Regions from separate parts of the Mus musculus genome. Here region 2 is linked to region 1. Evidence: chromatin contacts called from public promoter capture Hi-C data. All regions are on one chromosome and are shown on one strand. Each heading gives the region's core, a stretch centred on a gene start, on an enhancer-like site or on the middle of the called end of the contact. The rest is flanking DNA. Distances are from core to core; before and after follow the strand shown. Region 1 overlaps Adamts9 (a disintegrin-like and metallopeptidase (reprolysin type) with thrombospondin type 1 motif, 9). Region 2 has its middle 58 kb from the start of Gm46968.

The links. Promoter capture Hi-C pulls out the DNA fragments that hold promoters and counts their contacts.
Region 2: a contact with region 1 is called in a promoter capture Hi-C map of the 3T3-L1 cell line, with 2.3 times the contacts expected there. The contact joins two enhancer-like sites. A contact is called at or near these places in 9 of 39 promoter capture datasets (the 3T3-L1 cell line, 3T3-L1-derived adipocytes, the C10 cell line and 4 more), 1 of 115 datasets of contacts at active chromatin or transcription factors (embryonic fibroblasts) and 2 of 9 other capture datasets (adipose tissue and liver).

Annotation. Positions count from the first base shown.
Region 1 is chr6:92,825,684-92,830,725 of GRCm38.p6, reverse strand. All of the region lies in intron 28 of Adamts9 (a disintegrin-like and metallopeptidase (reprolysin type) with thrombospondin type 1 motif, 9), which reads left to right. A730049H05Rik (RIKEN cDNA A730049H05 gene) reads right to left here. Exons shown (of 5, transcript NR_169152.1): 2 at 2,623-2,809. Among named protein-coding and RNA genes, the nearest start is that of A730049H05Rik, 12 kb to the right of the region's middle. Within about 2 kb of position 3,090, at least 38 of the 459 cell types and tissues checked have an H3K27ac peak or open chromatin away from gene starts, as enhancers often do. A contact at or near this core is called in adipose tissue, where this site is marked.
Region 2 is chr6:93,254,277-93,259,568 of GRCm38.p6, reverse strand. No RefSeq gene overlaps it. Among named protein-coding and RNA genes, the nearest start is that of Gm46968, 58 kb to the left of the region's middle. Within about 2 kb of position 2,193, at least 57 of the 459 cell types and tissues checked have an H3K27ac peak or open chromatin away from gene starts, as enhancers often do. A contact at or near this core is called in adipose tissue, where this site is marked.

The DNA.
Region 1 (5,042 bases), core at 1,841-4,340:
ATCTTCACCAGTCAGCATTTCCTAGAATGTTCATTGTAGGGTCCCTAAGTTGACAAATATTATCTTTAAAAAATGCTACCTCTCTTGGGAGGCAGAGGCAGGCAAATTTCTGAGTTCGAGGCCAGCCTGGTCTACAGAGTGAGTTCCAGGACAGCCAGGGCTATACAGAGAAACCCTGTCTCGAAAAAAACAAAACAAAACAAAACAAAGCTACCTCTTTGTTGGCCTATTTGAAGATATACTAGAAGATTCCATTGGATAGAAAACCATTGTGCTGATAGAATCTCCATGTTATTTTTTATGTTGTTGGCCCAAAATATGAAGTTTTGTATGCATATTTCCTTTAGTTGCCACATAACTGCATTGCTCCGATTGTCTCATCTTAACAGAGAACAAATCTAAGCCAAGAGAAGTTATGTGTTCCCCAACAGCTCAGTGTTAAGATAGCAGTTATGATTTAAACCCCCAGCAGCATGTTGGAGCAAAGTGAATCACTTACAAACAGCTGTTCCTTTTTTTACCTTCCATGAACAGCTGCCTCTTGGACTCTCTTTACTGGCTTCATGGGCTCTCTCTTACTGGAAGTCCCTCAAAGTCATAAGAGCATAATATCTGCTTGAATTCACTCTTTTCTGCCCATTAGGCTAGCTGTAGATGACATGTCCAACTGGTAAAGCCAAGAGTGGATGCCTGGTTAGCCATGGGTCTGGACAGCATGCAGAATCCTTAGAACCTCCAGTGTGACTGGCACCAAATGGTTTCCTCTTATGGTGATCAAAACTATATGTGTGCCTTTCTTTCTGCGTGACCTTAACCGTGTCATCTAGTGTCTTCTCAAGCCTTGAGCCTGAAGTTAATAGGTGGACTGGATAATCTTTGTGATGGCTCACAATTCAATTATTTGAGAAATTGACCTATAACTTATAGCCTGCAGCCTTCCATTCATAACTGTGCCAAGAGCCATTCATCAGTCAACAGAAATGATAATTCACTGCAGGGCATTAGGCAGGCACCTAAGGGTTAATATACCTCAAAAATGACAAAGAGAGAAGCAGAGTACATTTTCAGCTAAGGGGCAATGTGGGCTTTTATTTATATGATTGTATCTATTCTTTACAATGCCTTCCCTTTCCAAAGTGTGGAAGAGGCTGTAAAAAAGCATTGATATCAGAACTATTAGCACTGCCTAGCCACTCTTCCTGTTAGAAGGATGAATGATATGAGGACTCTGAAAGAGTCTTGAAGGCATTTCTCTGTGACCCTTGCTTCTAGGTATTCTCATAGGGAGGTAGACTGAATATTACCCAGCTTACCCAGCTCTTTATCTAGTCTAAGGATTAACATGCTGATCATGGAGTTGTACTTAAAACCTAACTCTACTGCTTCGCAGTTTTGTGGCCCTGGGTAAGTAATGTCACTCTTAGGCCCTCAGCTCCTTCCTTTATGTAAAGGGCCCCTAATAATACGTAAGCCACTGTTTCTTTGGGATTAAAGGAGAAATGCTAATGTATTTTAGTCCAGTGCCTGGTTCATATTAACAATTAATTAAGAGATGCCTAATCTAGTGGAGATGCCTAATCTAGTGGTTAGTAATTATGGTCAAAGTTCCTCTTTGGGTAACCTCTTTTGAATCTTCACTTATGTCAGATTAGTTCAGCACTAGAACTGAGAGATTCTGAGGGGCTCTTTCTTTATATAGTATGTAGTTTATGATGCTATTCTATGATGGCTGTAGCTTATGTGTGTTTGTTTCATAAATATGTTTTGACTAGCTATAGTGTACAGAGAAATAAATAAATATATGCTAACTGGAGCTACATCTACTGTCTTTTTCCATCATCCACATAGTTCTCTAGGCCTACCATTCATCAGTATTTTAAACTGGAACCCCAATTCTATAGCCTTGTCTTTACATTGTTTTTCATGGGCCTTTTGCCTTCCCCAGTGTTGTGACACTTTTGCCCTGTTCATTTCATGTCTCTCTGTATTGGCAAAGACAGGCCTGAGCCTTGCAAATGGCCTTGCATCCTCTCTGATGGCATACTTTACGGGTGACATTTAACTTTATTTTGTTAAAGGCAAAATGAAAGAAGAATCCAGAAAAGCTTCTTGCTTGAAATTAATGATTTAGGTATCATTTGCAAATTCTGTAGAATCAGAAGAGAAAGACTTTGAGAAGTAATAAATACAGTGTCTAAATAGAGCTCCATCCATCTACCTCAGTATGATGTTAGCCATCTGACTGCCAGAGTCATTTAGAAGAATCTCTCTTTTTTGCTAATAGGCCCCAGTACATGACATTCTCTTGGACTTTCAATCCTTGTTATTTTCTACCTGCAAGTAATCAATCCTGGGCTTAGACGTGTATGCTAGTTGATCAGGATCCCTCACTACACATTTCACATAGACACAACCTCATCTGTCGAGACTACACATCATCTAGGCAGACACTAGACAAGGGCTGTCATCTTAGACCACCCACCAACGCACATCTTTCAGACATCTGGTACAGTTCGACCAGTCCTGGCCTACATTCTTCCAGAGCTAGAAGCTTCAAGTCCCACCAAGATGCTTCCTACTAGCCATATTCCATGAGCACACCTGCCCCCCTCCTCTTCTTACCTCCGTATTCCCCTCTTCTTCCTTCCGAGTTCTTTGTGATGCACTTGCTAAGCCCATACAGAACTTCGTCATCATAGAGATGTCCATATCCTCAGCAGTGCCACAGCCCAGAGAACTCATTCCCTTCGCTATTGAGTCCTTCTCCATCAGACATATACACCAGGGTTGTTTGCAGACTTCTTGATGGCTAAGGAAACATGACCCTTAGCATAAGTGAAAAGACAAATGCCAGGATCCTTCAAGACCAGGGCCACCAGACCACATCCATCCTCACGTCTAGAGCTACTTCTCCAGAGAGCTTAAGCCTTTGGGGAGAAACTAAGAGCACACTGCCTTCATCTTGAGTTTCCTTCCCACCAGCTGAGTTGAAATGCAGGAATTTCACATTTTTAGACGTTAGTGAGTGCAAAGCGTCAGCACTTCTAACCACAGCCCAGCTTCTAGCATGCCCTTTGAATGGCCTCACAGAAACAAAAGCTTGAAATCTCAGGCATTCCGACTGGCTGACCTTGGTGTTTCTAAGTATCAAGCAATGATAATGCTGTTTGGAGGCTTGCTTAAATTTGGGGTGGGGGTTGGGGCAAGGAAGAATCAGTCTCCTAGCTATGTTGAGTCATTTCCCAAGAGAAAAAAAAAAGTCAGCATTCCTGGCAAACTAGGAGGCTATTTCGGCTGCAAATGTAAGGAATTAAATGTTCCCAGGAGCAAGAACTTTGAGATACGTAGCCAATAAATAACAAGTACTAGATGACATACTAAGATGACATACTAAGTATAAATACCGTGTGTTGGTGACGCAGGTTGATGTAAATGTCATTTTTTGCCCTGGAAAAGGTGAAATGATCAGACAGAATTTTTCCTCGGAATGTAAGAGCTGGAACCTGTGTTTATTTGATTATCACAGTGACAGCTCCTTTACAAAGTCACACTAGACCCATTAGTGAGCCTGGTAGATTTGAGTATTTTTACCAACAGCTGATTTTCTTCAATGGTAATTTAGAAAACATTGAATGAAGAGTGTTTTGCTGTCAGATGAGATTTCGTGAGGATTTCCAAATCACTTTGAGATCTTAATAATCCCAGACAACTAACATGTGTGGTGAATCATGCTAAAGTAGCACTTTTTTTTCTTTCACCACTTCTATTCAAATCCCATCCAAAGTAAATGCGCATGGAGATGAAGGGGGGCAGCTAATCTATATATTGAAGGCATAGTATTTAGAACTTAGTTTGTTCATCACTGGCTCATTGGCAATGACGTTAGTGCCAAACCTCGCATGAGTCATTGACAGCAAAATTCTTGATTACTTTTGTTTTTTCACTGCACTGTCATTGTTCCCAGTAGAAGTATATCTTACTTGTATTGGAGCAGCGTGTGTGAAACACAACTCAAGGCTTTGTGGTTGCACTGTTTTACAGATAGCACGACTTATCTCCAGTAACAGCACCTATCTCTATTATCAAAGTGTATTGGGAGGTTGGGATAGCTGAACTATACAAGCTTTAAGGATGATAACCTCTTAGGGCAGTGTCTGGCACATAGTGAATGTGAGAACGTTGAAGCTTTTCTAATTCTGACTCTATAGATCATTACCAACGTTTAGACCCTGTCTTCTGATGACCCTGGCAGATTATTAACTCTCATGAAGTCTCTTTGCCCGCTTCACATTGAGGTATAGCTTGTTTACAGTTTGCACACTGAACTGACTATTCCTAAGGATGTATTTGCACTAATTTCACCCATGTTTATTTGATGAGCATTAAAAAACTAGATTGTTTTTAAACTCTAGCCAAGCAAATGTTACCACCTACTATTAATATGCTTTCTGTCAGACTTATTTCCTACAAATAAAAACACCCTTGACTCCCAGTGGTATTTTTCCTGCCAGTGGGTACCATCTTTAAAATGGAAACGAATATTATCACCATCTGTTCAGCTGCCCAAACCAGAAATCTGATTGTCATCTTTTGCCCTCTTCCCTTCATGCTACAGCTAACCCATAAGGTACTATCATTTTTATTTTTTTTCAAAAAGGTACAATCTTAACCTACCAACTTTCTCCACCCAAACCTTCTATCCCAGTGGTTCACAACCTTCCTAATGCTGTGACCCTTTCATACAGTTCCTCATGTTGTGATGACCCCAACCATAAAATCATTTTGGTTGCTACTTCAAAACTATAATTTTGCTACTGCTGTGAATCATAATGTAAATGTATGATATATGTGAAAGGGTCAGTCGACCCACAAAAGGATCACAACCTACATGTTAAGAGCCTCTGTTCTAGCCGGGCATGGTGGCGCACGCCTTTAATCCCAGCACTCAGGAGGCAGAGGCAGGCGAATCTCTGAGTTCGAGGCCAGCCTGGTCTACAGAGTGAGTTCCAGGACAGCCAGGGCTATACAGAGAAACCCTGTCT
Region 2 (5,292 bases), core at 944-3,443, 430 kb before region 1:
AGTCTCATTAACACGACTGCCTCACAGGAGCTAAACACGGACAACAACTATTAAACATGTTAGCGTGTATGAAGGTGGAGGTGGGAGGGATAGCTCAGGAGTCCTCAACACTACGCCAAGAACTACAGGTACTCAAGGAATTCAGAGAATCGGAGAAAGAATATTCCCTAGGGACAAGCATACCAATTGACTATCCAATTCCAATGGTCAGTCCTGAAAACATAAATACAAGTAGCATTGTATAGACTGAACCGACTATGCATATGCATTTAGGAATATGTATACATATGTGTATCTAAGAAGTAATGAAAAATAGGCCATACGTTTGAAAAGGAGTGAGAGTGTCAGAGGGAAGAACTGGAATGGGGAAATGATTTAATATTGTAATCTTAAAAAACAAAACAAAATAAAACAAAACACAACATTCCCAATGTTTTTGTTTTGTTTTGTTTTGTTTTTTTTAAAGAACTCGGGAAGACAATTCAAAAAAACTCCAGGGCAGCTGAAGAACACGCTGACAATAAGCCCAACTTTCCTTCTCCTGGTGAGATAGCTAAGGTTCCAGTGCACGGACAATTGTGCCAAATTCCCCTCACTTGACTTGCCACACTCTAATTTCTCCTGGGACACCACAGGCTTCCTTGTCCCTGCTTCTGAGTTTGGGACTAGAGACTCTGTCCCTGTGGCCTTCTGCTGTACTGCCATGGCCTAGCACAATGTCTGGTACTGGTCAAGTATTAGGGAAACAGGACTGTTTCATCTGTATGCTGAGTTTGTGCTTAAACAATTATTCATAAACTTATTAATACTATCAAGCTAGAGAAAGGAACACAGATAGCCCAGAAGTATCAGAACTCTCTGGGAGCCTAAGAAGGGCTGGGGAATGGCTCAGTTTGGTGAAGGGCTTGTCTTGCAAGCATAAGGATCTACATTTGATCCTTAGGGTACTCGTAACTCAAGCTCAGTCTGGTAGTGTGTGCTTGTAATCCCAGTACCGGGAAGTTGGAAACAGATGGACCCTGGGCTTGCTAGCTAATCAGTCCACTCAACTTTACAAATTCCAGGCTGGTGAGAAAGGTGGATGGCTGAAAAAAGTTGACATCTGATCTTGTCCTCTGGCCTCTCCATACATATGTACATACATGTACACATGCACACAAACATATGTGCATACACGCCCACACACAAAGAGTAGAAATACAGTAGGCATTAACAACGGTGGCCTGTGGATAGTAGAGGAAATGAATTGGAATCTGGCACTGACTCCCCATTTATTCAGGCAAAAATCTTAATAATTTTGCTTAATAGCTTTGAGTTTCAGTTTTCTCATGAATGAATTTGAGACACCAAAACATGAGATGCCAGGAGACGTAGAAGCCCTGTGGATGGCAAACTCGAGACAAACGATTGTCTGTGAGTACAGCCCACACTGGGAGTCCCTTTTAAGAGTTGCAAGTGGATTAGCTTGGAACCTCTTGTGTCCTGGGTTTATGTAAAAGGAAAAGAGTGGACAAACTTGGTTTTGCACAGCTTCCAGTTAAACTTTTCTATAAGGTATATGATGTCACCACTGTAAGACCATAAGTTTATTGAGATACTAAGGAATAGAGTTGCTGGATGGGTTACATATAGAGACAATCAATGGGTGGCAAAGAGTAGGAAGTGTAAGCTGAATTCTCCACGGGTGTCTTTCTGCAAGGTCCAAATATTGGCAGTCCAGCTTAGACTGTGCTGCAGATAATTGGTACAAGGGTTTCTGGGGCAATGTGTTCAATCATCAGCCAGACGTTGTAGGCAGGTTATTTTTAGCCTGATTACTAAACGGAAGAATGTGACTTTGAAAGGCATGCTTCAAGAGTTCTCTAGGGTAGACAAGTTTGTGTGATCATTACTACCAGGAGTAAAGTTCTGTTTGTCTAACCAGATACGTTGAGCTTGTGGGGAAGTCCTTGAGGAAGCATGAGGAGCTTAGACCAACACAGATATCACATTAAAGAGTCTTGGTGTGCTCAGGCAAAAGTAGTGCATACTATACGTTGGCATGACTTCCTCCGTTCCTCAGTTATGAGTCAGAGTTGAGTTTTGGTTTGGTTTTTAGTTGTAAGTGATAGAAACTGATTCAAACCAGCTTACACAGAAGGGAATTTACCAGATTTGTAACTGAAAAGTCCTGAGGATTCATGGCATGCTGGCTGCTTGCAGATTCTCAAACAATGACCTGGTTATGCCCCCTCTGCTTTCCTTCTTGCTTCCTGCACAGTGTGTTAGTCTTACTCTCTTGGGTTGACTCATCTTTGAAATGTCCCCAGCAGACCTTGGCATATCCTACTAGTTTAGCCTCCATACAGGAAAGGAGTCATTTATTAATCAATTTCATCAAAATCTCTGGCTCAGCCTGGATTATTCCTTGTACTTTTCCATCAGTCAAAGAACTGTGAGAACCTTGTGAGCTGGAAGCCACATCCCACTTCCCACCATCCGAGATGCTGAGCTTGGGATGTGTTATGATTTGAAGGTGAAGTACACCTTGCAGGCTCGAGCGTTTGACCTGTTCCCAGCAGGTGCCATTGTCCTGGGTAGTTGTCGAAATGCTACAGCCTAGGGCGTATGAGGCAAATATGGGCAAGTAAGGTCGAGTTTTGAAAGTTAGAGGTCATTTCTTGCTTTCAGTCCCATCTTTGTTTCCTGATTTGCCAAGATAGAAATAAACCAAGCTACAAGTCTCCCCACTGCCCCTTACTGCTTGAATAGTTAAGCCCACTGAGGTCATGAGACAAAATAAATTCCTTCCTCTTTAAGTTGCTTGAGTTGGGTGTTCTGACACAGTAAAGAGAAAATATAACACCCAGAGAGGACAGCATAGTCACTGGGAAGGGCAACAGGAAGTTTCCTCTTCCCTCTTCCCTGGGAGTCAGAATTTCCCATTGCCTCTCTATGGCTTGTTTTCCTAGGGTAAAATTCCCTCCCACTCCACAGTGATCTGTCCTCAAGAGATCTGCCTCTTGCTCACTGATGATACGCCTCTGGCAGCTATCTGTCTGGAGATTTGAAACCCTGAGAGGTCTGTGTTCTGGCTGCTGACTTTCTCCATGTGAGCGAATGTTCCTGGAGATTTTCTTCTCAACACATGGGCTTCCTTTTGTCCCCTTAGTCCCCATGAAAGTCTGTCAGAAAACTCCTGCAGTCCCTTCACAGTTGGAGAAAGAAGGATGATGCTTGCCGGTGGGCTGCCGGGCAGTGCTGCTTCTGGGGTTTCCTAGGAAACATGGAGATGCCTGCCTCTGTGTGTCATCTACATAGCATCATCAGCAATAGAATGGGCGTACAGCTTATCTTAGCCAGAGTTCCCAAAATGATCTACCCATGGCCAATCTGTAAAGTGCATTTAGAGAACTAATTACTTAGGCATTTTCAAATGAGACTCATTGTCCTAATGTGGGACAATTTACTTTATTTGGTGAGGGTTGACATGGTATGCAATATTTAAAACATAAAATACCTTAGAATATTCATGCTCATGGGGCGGCAAAAGGAAGAACTCCATTTATCCAAATTTACCTGAGGATCTGACGATTTTGAAAAGGTCTAGGAGACAAACCAGGGACACTTCAATACAATGTACATGTTTATTTCATACAGTGAATTAGCCCTCCTGGAGGGCTGGCTGTAAAGAAACAACTTTGGAGGCTGAATAGATGACTAAGAAATTAAGATCATTTTCTGCCCTTGTAAGAGACTCAAGTTCAAGTCCCAGCACCCAGGCAGCTCAGAAAACTGTAACTTCAGTGCCATGTGATCTGATGTCCAATTAAAAATAGTAATAAATAAAATGAAAGCTTTTTTTTTTAAGACAGAGTTTCTCTGTTAAAGCCTTGGCAGTCCTGGATTCACTCTGTAGACCAGCCTGGCCTTGAACTCACAGAGATCCACCTGCCTCTGCCTCTGCCTCTGCCTCTGCCTCTGCGTCCCTGGCACTGACATTACAAGTGTGTGCCACCTACCATGCTTTTTCATGTGGTATGTGGGGATCTGAGGTCAGATCCTCATGTTTATTAAATAAGAACTAACTGAGCCACTTCTCTAGCTCCTAATCTACCAGGGATTAGTAACCAAACAATATTATTTCCTGCTTTCCCCAGCCTAGGCTCTGACTTTTATTCCTCCTGCCTCTGCCTCCTGACAAGCGAGATGTACACTTGTGGATCGTCACACCTTGCTTAGTATTTTGAAGTTCTGTTTTCTAAGTCCTATTCAAACTTCCCACGATGGTGTTTCATAGTAAAATTCAGCTGCAAAAGGGAAAAGAACTGGAGTAAGATGTGTGTTGCCAAGGACAGTAGCAGTGCTGTGTTTCTCCTCCATCCCACGTCGTTCCCAGCAGGTCTGTGCTGGATGTAAGATGCAGGCAGGCATTCATTGTGATTGCATACACATACTCTGGCATACTCTGGCAACATGCATGTAAAGAAGTGCCAGGACTTCTGAAGTCAAGGGAAGGTGGAGCCACCGTGGAGATGGGGTTGTCAGATGTACTCATGCTAGCCAGTAAAGGGATCTTCCAGCAGCTGCTTATGGAAGGCATGCGCTACACTGAAGGAATATGATATTTATAAGACCATTTATTTCTTTGAGAGCAACTTCAATTGCAAATTTTCGACAATTGTCACCTACCAGATACAGAAACTGCCCAATCCGGTTTCCAGGATTGGCTTGGGTGCTCCCTGGTCTCCAGAGCTCCTTTCTGTGTACTGTGTTTGTTAGTTGATAATTTCCCATGCACTCATTGTCTCCATTATCACAACATGGGCTGCTGTTACTCCAAATGACGTCAAGGTAGAAAGTAGGCAACAGAATGCTGGTAAAAAAAAACAATCTTTCTTATGACGGTACTCTCTTTCTATCAGTGAACGAAACAATTTTATCCAAAGTTTCCTAGAAGACTTCACATCACCTTGTCCCACCATGACGCAAACCTTCAAAGAAGGAGGGGAAGGAAACGAGTGCCCAGCTTCTTCTTAACTTCACTGGGAGAGCTGAGCAGGGAGACACAATGGCTGGCTTAGCCAACCGCTAGTTTCTGCTACCGAGTATAGCAGTGTGACATGTTGGAAGAATCTTCAACCACATAACTAATGTAACCGTGAGAGAACAAGGGACCACCTACTCAATGCCCTGGACCCAGCTAGTTTTGTGTTGTTAATCATGTAGAAGCAGGAAACAAGTAGAAGACCGAGCATTGCATGCTTATCACTCAGGCTTGAAACTCTAACCAAGGATGTTAATAGGTTGAAA